Linked DNA regions of Oryctolagus cuniculus: region 1 is linked to region 2. The links are chromatin contacts, called in public Micro-C maps. All regions are on one chromosome and are shown on one strand. Each heading gives the region's core, a stretch centred on a gene start, on an enhancer-like site or on the middle of the called end of the contact. The rest is flanking DNA. Distances are from core to core; before and after follow the strand shown.

Evidence for each region. Hi-C and Micro-C count contacts between places; a contact is called where the count stands out from the background.
Region 1: a contact with region 2 is called in a Micro-C map of ear pinna, with 2.0 times the contacts expected there. The contact joins the promoter of STK17B here to the enhancer-like site in region 2. A contact is called at or near these places in 2 of 6 Hi-C or Micro-C datasets (ear pinna and an unstated tissue).

The regions. Positions count from the first base shown.
Region 1 is chr3:44,165,876-44,171,132 of mOryCun1.1, reverse strand. It overlaps STK17B (serine/threonine kinase 17b), which reads right to left and starts at 3,190. Exons shown (of 8, transcript XM_002712358.5): 1 at 2,910-3,190. LOC103348804 (a long non-coding RNA gene) reads left to right here and starts at 3,190. Exons shown (of 4, transcript XR_517106.4): 1 at 3,190-3,460; 2 at 4,293-4,332.
Region 2 is chr3:44,109,789-44,114,729 of mOryCun1.1, reverse strand. The region is part of intron 21 of HECW2 (HECT, C2 and WW domain containing E3 ubiquitin protein ligase 2); the gene reads right to left. Among named protein-coding and RNA genes, the nearest start is that of STK17B, 56 kb to the left of the region's middle. Within about 2 kb of position 3,684, at least 2 of the 8 cell types and tissues checked have an H3K27ac peak or open chromatin away from gene starts, as enhancers often do. A contact at or near this core is called in ear pinna, where this site is marked.

The sequences.
Region 1 (5,257 bases), core at 1,941-4,440, 57 kb before region 2:
TAGTTTTAATTAATCATTAGTTAGAAGTAAAGGCATTGCTGTAGGGATGATGATGATTTTCAATTTCAGGGAAGAAGCTTTATTCCTTATATTACAGTACTTCAAAAAGTTCACAGAAAATGAAATTAAAGGATAAGTTTATTTGGTGAAAACAAAATTTTTAAACTCATGCATTATGTTTTTAGAACACACATTTTCCATGAACTCTCTGAAGGCTTTTTGTATGTATTGTACTAACATACCTTTTTTAAAATATATATTTAACAGAAAGTATAGCTGAAAAGTTTAATCCCTTGAAAATCATGATAGGACACCAGTAAGCTAATTCTAGTCCAACCAGTCTCTATTTTACTACCTCAGGGCTGAAGTCCCAGGCAATGACCCCAGGCCTGATTCTGTGCCAAGCCAACAAGGCTTGATGCTGTCTCTTTGCATCTTTAGAAAAAGAATTAAACCCTATAATTGTTAAGCTAGAAAAAAAAAAAAAAAGATGTTGGAAAACGGAAATATAGTGGGCCAACAAACTCACAGTAGTTGTCAATCATCAGACTGAAAATTAGGTTTCTGTTGTAAAATAAATTACTATTTACTTAATAGTACCATTTAAGTACTGTTTACTCAGTAACTATTACAATGCAAAATGGAATCTGATCTTTTAAGGATTCAAGAAGAAAATATCATCTTAATGTTAAAATTTGTTAACGTCTAAAGTAAAACTACCCCTTTTTTGGAGTAGTTGCAAAGAGCCTGGGATGAATCAAAAATATATTACATAAAAACAGTAAAAGAAACTGATTAATTCGTATGGTTAAGATCGCAGTGAAGTTCCAGGTTAAACAAAAAAGATAAATAAATCAAAGATAAAATTTAAATAAAATGTGCCTTGTAAATAGCAACATATTTAGATAAAATATGTGGTTGTGACTTAAATTTATAAAAACATTTTTAATTGAAATATTCAAAGATATATACTTTGACAATTGTCTATTATAGAATATAGACTATTTATAAACAAAATCATTGTCATCAGTATTATGGGAAAATGAGAGCAACTGGATACATCTGAAGTTTTCCCAAAGTGGAAAGGTAGTACATAACTGTTAATTTTTACATTCAGGAAATATGCACCACCATACACCACACATGCAAGTTTACAGCATGTGGATCGAGGACTGAGTGGAAGTGTTAGTCATTGATTTCCTTGACTTCTGGGTTTTTAATTGAGCCTCTCAGATTAAAATGGGGAAGTTTTGATAACAAAATTCTCCCTTATAAAAGCCAGGCAGCTTTAAAACAAACTTATTAAAAAATTAAAGGTTCACTTAACAGCAGTAAAATATTCTCAGTGCAAGCTTAAAAATAAAATTGATAAAAAATGTAATCCATAAAATGTATCTTCTTCAAATGTGTTATTCATATGTTGACAGTGATCAGTCTTCTCTAGTTCCATCAAAATGATTCTATCTTAATCAAGTTGCAATTCATCAATCAATGACCAAGAGAAGTTGTAACTATTCCATCTACACACAAAGTCTTGAAATTATTACAGAAAGCTTACTTTTAAAACATACCACCATGTAAGTAAACCTATTTTACTTCAATTTTAGATTCCTATTTTTAGAAAAATGATCTAAAATGTATAAAGTTGTATCTCAGAAATGAAACAGCTATTAATAACTCCCATTTTTAAAATAGTTTTTTTTAGTTGAACATCTCAGCTTTTAAAACACTACGCAATTTTCTTTAAGTATGTAGTTATAAAGCTAACATTTTAGAAGTTGTTCAATACTACTTCTGGACAGTTCATCGTACAACTACAAAATAGTGTATCAATGAGAGAGTAGGTTTATCTTTTCCTTCAATTAAATTGTGCTCTTGGATTCAAAATGCCAGCTTACACATGCCGTCACTTGCCCAGTCATTTCTACAGCCCATGCCGACTCAGCTCATACTTTCTCATGGACTTGAAAACTTACAGGGGCTACACCTTATCAAACATCCCTGCAAGGTTCAGCATATCATTGCTACCACAGAGGTAAACATTACATCGGCAAAACGATCAGTGAACGTGATCCACAGACCTAATGTCCGTAAATATTGAAATCTGATCTGCATTATGGCTGGGTTTAAAAACGTATTTTTCTTCTTAATTGCAATTTACAAACTGATGTTGGAGTTGCTTCCAGTCCCATCATAGTCAGACAGGAAGGACTAACACCAGCTATCAGCTGCCATAAAGTCTCAACTTTATCTCCACTTAGACCTCAACGAGGCGCTTTTCCCCACAATAAACCGAAGAACCCGGGCAAATGTCAAAATCATAGTCACCACGGAGCTGTACAGTTTGAGAATGGGTCATGTACACTATGTGCCTTATATACTTTATTATTTTTAAAATATTGCTTAAAAATCCCTGAAAATTCGACTTGTTCTCTAGTCTCTAGCGTTAAAAAAAAAAAAAAAAAATCTGGTTCACAAGAAGTAGCTGAAAGCTCCCTGCAAGATGAGGAGGAACTTCGTCGAGTACGAAAGACAGCTGTGAGCAGGCCGTGTCCGCGAGCCCAGACGTGAACACGTCCTGTGCCCCGAGGACCACGTCGGCAGGACGTGGAAGGGACGCGAGCCCGCCGCGAAGGGCTGCACGGGCTGACCCGCAAACAGGGCTCCCGCGGCTGGCAGGGGTGTCGGGAAGACCACCCCCCACCCCCAACCCGCACCCGACGGGGCCAGCGAAGCTGGACTCTGGCTGGAGCAGGGGGTCACCCGAGGGGCGGCAGGCTCCGAGCCCGTCTCCGCCGAGCCCGGGGTCCGAGAGGACCCCTCTGCTCCCCCAGCTACCCCGCCCTTCTCTCCAAGCCCACCTGCCAATCCCGACAGGCCCGCGGACACGCGAGGCTGAGGACACTGACCTCTCTGGCCACAGCAGGTTCTTCCGAGGCTGCCCCCGTTGAGGGGGCTCCTGTCCCGCCCCGCGCCAGGAACCGCGACAGGACGTGTTCGCCAGCTCTGGCCGGGTAGGTGGGAGGCTGGCAAGATCCACTTTTCCTTTTTCCCAACAGGAAGCTACAGTTGTGACCTGGCCCCCAGTGAGGAGACTCCCGGCGACCGCAGCACAGACGATGACCGAAGCTTACAGTTGAGGTTTGAAAACTGCAGCCGACTCCGGAGGCACTGCTGTTCGCCAGGTCCCACCCCCTGCGGCGTGAGGGCCAATGGAGGCGCTCGCGGAGGGTGGGGCTGTCACGTGACGGGCGGGGCGGGGCGCCGGCCGGCCGGCGGCGCGTGCTACGGGGCGTGGTCCCAGCGGTGAGAGGGTGTGGCCCGCGCCGGGCTGGTTGGCGGCGGCCGGACGACTGCGCTGGGCAGGTGGGGCGCGCTGAGGGGAGGGGTGAGGCGGCGCACGGAGTAGCTGTAACCTTTGCCACGCTGCTTCCCACCCTCAGACTAGTGCGTCCCCTAGGTACGAGGAGCGGTAAGAAGCCAAATTCGTCCCAGCTGCTTGCGACTTTTCACCAGACTTTTGTGCCTTCCCAAGAACTGTTCCCTGACTTACCGGGTCTACTTCCCTGTGCCCCGAAACTGCCCTCCCAGTGGAGGGCCCAGTTCGCTACAACTTGGTAGAAGTTCCTCGGAACATCAGCATTGCTTGGGGGATTTGTGGAGCCTGGGCCCCGCTGTGAAGTCTGCTCCCGCGAAGCGTGTCCTTCTGAGACAGGGGGAGTCCCGATATGTGGAGCTAAGGGGAAGAACGCACATGGCAACCCGCTCAGAATCTGAGACAATGAAAAAGCTGAGCGTTCTTACTTTACCTATAAAATCTAGGGTTGGTGGCAGAACATATTTACACTAGCTACAGCAAACTATTGGGAAAAGATGAAGGGAGTGGAATTGTCCTCTTCCTTTCGAAAGACTTTAAGAGCCATCATTTAAAGGGGAAATTTTCTTGTTCTGTCTCACGAAGCCAAGCCAATTTCCATCAAGCAGTTTGTTTTCTGCTCCATACTGTATGCGCCCCAAGATAAACGCAAAAAAAAGAATGCATCATCCCATCTAATGACATCCATCTGTCCTTACTTACACTGATTCCTCCTGGTTTAATGGGTCTAGCTTCTAAGCCTTGTCAGGTGGAGAGGATTACTTCCATCTGTCTAATTTCTTGTTGCTAACAATTGGCCTGACTGGAGAAGCCTAATGGTGGGATGGAAATAAAAAAGGAAGTTGCATGCTCAGCTGACTTTTCAGGTGTCTGCAAACCAATGACACTGTACTTGTCTTTTCTTTCATAAACACAGGTGCTGCCTGCCAGAGGTCTCAGCACCAGCACTGCAACCAGTAAGTAACCTCTTGGTGTGTCTGGAGTACATCGCTGTGGTGGGTTTTTGTGTATGTGATTATGTAATCGTGGACCTCCTTAATTTCAACATTTGACCAATTGCCAGCTGTTAGTAATCCTCTCACACAGAACCTGCCTTGTCCTTTGTCATAAACCCAGTCCAACATCACTTCACACCTGGACACAAACCCTTCTCTCCTCATCACCACTTCCAACCAATCCTCCCAGTCACAGACTCTGCTTCAGCCACCAAACTTCCTGGGGCATCTTAGCATGTCTTGCATTTTCTTTCCTCTGCCTTGGCTGCTGCTTTTCATTATCTTTTTCATCAGTTTCCAAGTCTCAGAAGGTAACTCTCTCCAGAAATCAGAAATCTTGGCTGATTTCTATTTTCCATTCCCTGCCCAGTCACCTCTTTGCTGTATATTACTGGATGTTTGGCCTACATTTGTTCCATGTCTTTCGGTCATGCTCCTAAACAGGCTGTGAATGGTTGTGTCTGATGTCAGAGTTGTCTACCAGAGCTAATCACACTCTTCCATAGACATTCAGCTACATTTGTTGGTCTCTGGCAATGATGCTCGAGTAACAAGAAATTCCTGCTGCTGATAAGGAGACTGAACCTACTCTGAGGGCTTGCAGGAAAATTCAGGAGACAGTACATCCCTGCAACCCTCCTCTTTTGCCTGGTCTCATTCATATCATATTGAAGCTATATATTCTTGCTCTCATTCCTTTGAGTAGGAAATCCCCATGTGACTTGACTGCCATTCTGTGGTCATTGCCTTTGACCACACAATCCATTAAATTGATCATCCTTTAGTGTTACATTTCTGACCAGCGACGTAAGGCTTGACGTTTGTTCCCACTCAATTTCTGTGTACTAATCCCCTCCCAGTACATCAAAATATAGCCATATTTGGA
Region 2 (4,941 bases), core at 2,435-4,934:
GATGCATAGCCCAAACTAAGCTCCACATCAGAGAATACATATAACAGGCAAATGTCCTATTGATTTGTATGTGTATGCATAAAAGGCAGATCTTTTCAATGTCTGGAGTGAAGTTCTGGGGGATGGGAATACAATGGGAAAGCTTTATTAAACAGAGAAAAACCAGAGGAAATCAGCTGTGTACTCATGAGACATGACGTCCTCATGGATGTCTGAAACAGTTTTAAGTGGGGGAAGAGACTTCTGTGAGCTGGAGAGAGACCATTACAGACTCAAGACTCCTGAGGGAAATCATATGTAAAAAAAAATGGAATGATAGGATGCAAGTAAAAATTCTAAATACCAAGGAAAATTAGAAACAAGAAAGTTGAGGTGTCTAAAGCTTCCCAAGGAAGGAATTTGGAGAACAGGCTGAGATCGCAGCACCCGGACATCAGGGTAAATTTGACTGCATTTAACAAAGACATCAGGGTCAAAGTAAAACATAAGGAAAGATTGAAGTACGTTTAAGAATGACAAATGGCTGAAAGCAAAAAATGCAATAAACAGGAGTTCATTATAAGGCAATGTGATACGCTGAAATTAAACATACGAAGTACATCCATGATAAGCATGTGCACATCTAATGCAGTGTACACATCAGGGGAGGAACTCTGAGGGAAAATGAAGGCAACTGATTAAAAGATATTACTGTAAGACTTTTTTCCTTTACTCTTTCTTTCTCTTTTTTTTTGAATTTCTTCTCTGGGCATTGCTGTACTTTTTTTTTTTTTTTTTAAATGAAACAACCCAGTGATGGGACTGTGATAGAGAAAATGATCCAGTGACAGGTAGAAGTAGCAATTGGGATGCTAGCAAGAAAAATACATAAAAATGGCTTTTATATGTCTTACTTGAGAGTTTAATAGACTTTACATAAAACAATGTTCTACTACTCACATACTAATTTCCTCATTTTTGCCATGTGTGAAAATACTATTATTTACTTAATATCTTTCATTAAACCAGCTTTAAGTTGATTTGCATTTTCAGTATGGCTTTGGCTTGCATAGCACTTGTGACACATTGATGTGCTATTTTTCTAATATACATTAAAAGAAATACATAAATGTTAAAATAAAAACAATCAATTTTCATAGTGGCTGAAATCTTTTCACACATTTCAGTGGTATCAACACACCCAGACAGCACTGACAGGAAGCCTACGAGTGCAGAAAAATGCAAACACAGCAGACTCTTGGGAGGAAAGGGGCCTTAAGGTGGCAGACGTCATGGACGCTCTGTGGGGAGGCTGGACGCAGCATGCCAAACAGGTGGCCACAGAATGGGTGACACCATCCTCAGGTTACCCTGAAGACTCTCAAGGCGGAACTCAGGCTGCCTGCAGGTGCAGGAGTGCACAGCCCAGCCCTGGTCATGCCAGGACGCAGGCAGCCTCACTGAGAACAGGCAGCCCACAGGAGTGCTCTTCACATTCTCAGAGTCTTGCTGTCTCTGAGGGCTGACTACATTCTGAGTGCTAATCTACATCCTCAGCACAGGAAACTTCTCCCGAAGTCACTGTGCACAGGGAATCCAAGTTGAGCAGGTAGCATATCCCTGGCCTCTGCCCGCTCCCATCCCTTTGCTCATTCCTGTATGTTCATTGCCCTCCGCCCTCTTTCCAGGCAGGATGAGGGGTGGGAAGTCCCTTGCTTCCTCCGTGGCATCTAAGACTGATCACAACACTTGAACTGTGCTCATGTCAGCAGGGCTTAGAAACTCCTGGCCATGCTTCCCCACTAACGGGGCTAAAATTACCCTGCCTCTCAGGGCAGCCACTTTACTTTGTTGACTGCTAATGAGCGAGTCATCAGCTGAAGCTAAACTTTTCCCTCACACTGCTTTAACCAGGGACTCCCCACTCCTGTCTGCATGTAGCTTTGCTTTTTAAGACCAACATACTAGACTTATACTTCTCCCCTCTAACTTTGGGGGATTTAGTCCCCTGTGTCTTTCCAGAAACAGAGAATCCTGGTGCTCACCAGTATCTTAGAAGACATTTGTCCATCCCCTTGTTTTACAGAGAAGACAAAAGTTGTAGGAAATCGCTTGCTGACATCAAACCAGTGGAAGAACCAGGCCTTGTGGCCTTGAGGCAGGTGTCCTGATCCCAAGTTTAATGCCAGTTACTCCTTTCAACTTTCCTTCCCTTCAGAAAGTCTTAATGTTCATTATGACTGAAAAAAGCATTGCTAATACAGCAGAGTTTAGGCAAACTATGGCTTGTGGGCCAGACACGCCCCATCGTCTGGTTTTATAAATAAAGTGTTATTGGAACACAGCTGTGCCCCTTTATGCTCTCTCTAGAGCTGCTTTCTTGCTACAATGGCTGAGTTGAGTAGGTGCCACAGGACACAGACGGCTGGCAAAGACTAACGTATTTGCTATCTGGACCCGTACAGAAACAGTCTGCCAGCCCTTGTTAAACAAGACAGGACATGGAGGGAAATGTTACCTGATTAAAACACTAGCTTACTACAAACCCTCTTCCGTACAGAAGATTCCTTTGAGGAAACATAAAATGGCTATGCTCTCCCAGGGTGTACAGCACTTCAGGGAGGGGTCGCAACTACTCCTAAGTGTGAGACGAGGTGAGCAGCTGTCTGCCTTGGGCACTGCTCGACTCCAGCTTCCAGGCACAAGTGAGGCCTGTGACAGACAAGGGGTCACAGACAGCTGGAGCATGAGGCAAATAAATACTTCCGGAGTCAGTTTTTTTTACAGAGCGACAACTGGTATAAGTCATGTGGGTTACTTGCTTAAAATTAAACTGTGGCATTCAGTTAAAACGTGCATTTCCCCTGCGCTATAACTGAGGGTTTTACTACTACTGCACTCAGTAGAGTGATCGGTCCATGTGTCTGCTCCGCTACACACACATTAGGCTGTACTTGCTCTGAAGGCAGGCACTATATCTTACTCATTTTGGTATTCTAAGTCCTTTGCCTACCTGATAACAGACAGGGTTCCATATATATTAGTCAGTTGATGAGTGGAATTCTCCAGTGTGCTCTAAAGAAAATCAGCATCGTCTACACTGTTACTTGTCATTTAGCAGAAGGAATAAACTTGCGCAAGTTACCATGAGGTGGTATACTGATTCAATGACATGGAAAGGTTATGCTAGACTTAAAAGACAACTTGAAAATGGTGCCAGAATTTCACAAGTGAATTATGCTTAGAACATTTTGTGTGTGTAGTAGCTTTAATTACGGTAAAGTTTAATAAAGCCACAAAAACAGACCTCATTGATCAGTCCCTTCTCTATGAGGATAAGACATATTCCCTTAGGCATTAAACTGAAAAACAAAACTTTTTTTTTTTCCTTAGAACAAAGCTAATATTCTCTCAAGGAGGAAATGTGTCTTCAGCTGGTCAGGTTTTATCTGCTGTTCTTAACTCTGGAGCCACAGACGGAGTCACTGTAAAACTAAGACACCCTTTAAATGTTGCTCTGTTTACAATCTGAAACTCAGAACTGCATATCTGAGAGCAAACTGTAGATTACTATATATATATGTGTGTGTGTGTGTATATGTCTAGTTAATTCAATAAAACATGTCACAGCAGGGTACATGCCGCATGTACTTCCTGTAATGTCTTAGCAACCCCCTTCCATATAAATAGTTAATATGACTCATATCACAGGGATGATTTGTTACATTCCTGTTTTGCCAGTTAGGTTGGTTCCACAGCTAAAGACTTGGCACAGAAATACAGAAACCGGACAACGGGTGTGTAGCCACACAACAGCTGCATCAGAGGACATTTCTGAATAAGCACAGATGTCTTTTGGGTGGCCATGTAGTTTGGAAATCCAAGTGCTGATGAGGCATTTCAAACACTGTCACATTGCTGGGCTGGCTCACCACGCACATTGTCAGTGTCACTCAAGCTCTGTTAAAATCATGGATTGCACTCTGCCATTCTTTATTTCCAACTAAGAATTAAGGACAGCGAATTATTCCAATGGAAGTAAACTGCAAAATGAAAGAAGATGATGCCCTAGGAAGTCCACCATCGTCATTTCCTGCAAGCTAGCTCAGGCACACATGGCCCATGGACATCCTGATCCTCCCTCAGACATTTATAGCAGCAAGGCCTTGGTTCTTGAGTCACTTAGGAAGGCCTGGCAGCTGAGCAGGGGATTTTGATATAATCAACAAACCTTATACCTGGTGATGCCAAGGCAAAGCCTAGATAGAGACGCACCCTTATTTTAGTGTATTCTTATGATGTTTCTCTTTGGAAGAAGACAAGCAGCACATAAAGTTTAACTTGAAGCTTCACAGATGTCTGAGGAACAAATGGTTAATTAAGCTCAGGACCCCAAACAACTTCTAGTGCAGATCTGACTAGTTAGACATGAGAAGAAGACACAGAGGAGAACTGTTTCAGATCTCATCCTTTCTTCTGCCTGTCTCAGGAGAGAGATTACACAGGAGGTGCAGCAGAAAGAAAGAACAGAAAGTTTTTTTTTTAGTTTTTGACAGGCAGAATGGACAGTGAAGAGAGAGACAGAGAGAAAGGTCTTCCTTTGCCGTTGGTTCACCCTTCAATGGCTGCCACAGCCGGCGCGCTGCGACCGGCACACTGTGCTGATCCGAAGGCAGGAGCCAGGTACTTATCCTGGTCTCCCATGGGGTGCAGGGCCCAAGCACTTGGGCCATCCTCCAGTGCACTCCCGGGTGACAGCAGAGAGCTGGCCTGGAAGAGGGGCAACCGGGACAGAATCCGGTGCCCCGACCGGGACTAGAACCTGGTGTGCCAGCGCCACTAGGCGGAGGATTAGCCTAGTGAGCCACAGCACCGGCCAAGAACAGAAAGTTCTTAAACCCCCAAACCAAAACCATTTCCATATATCTCTTCCCTCATCTAAGTGTGACTTTGCAGATGATT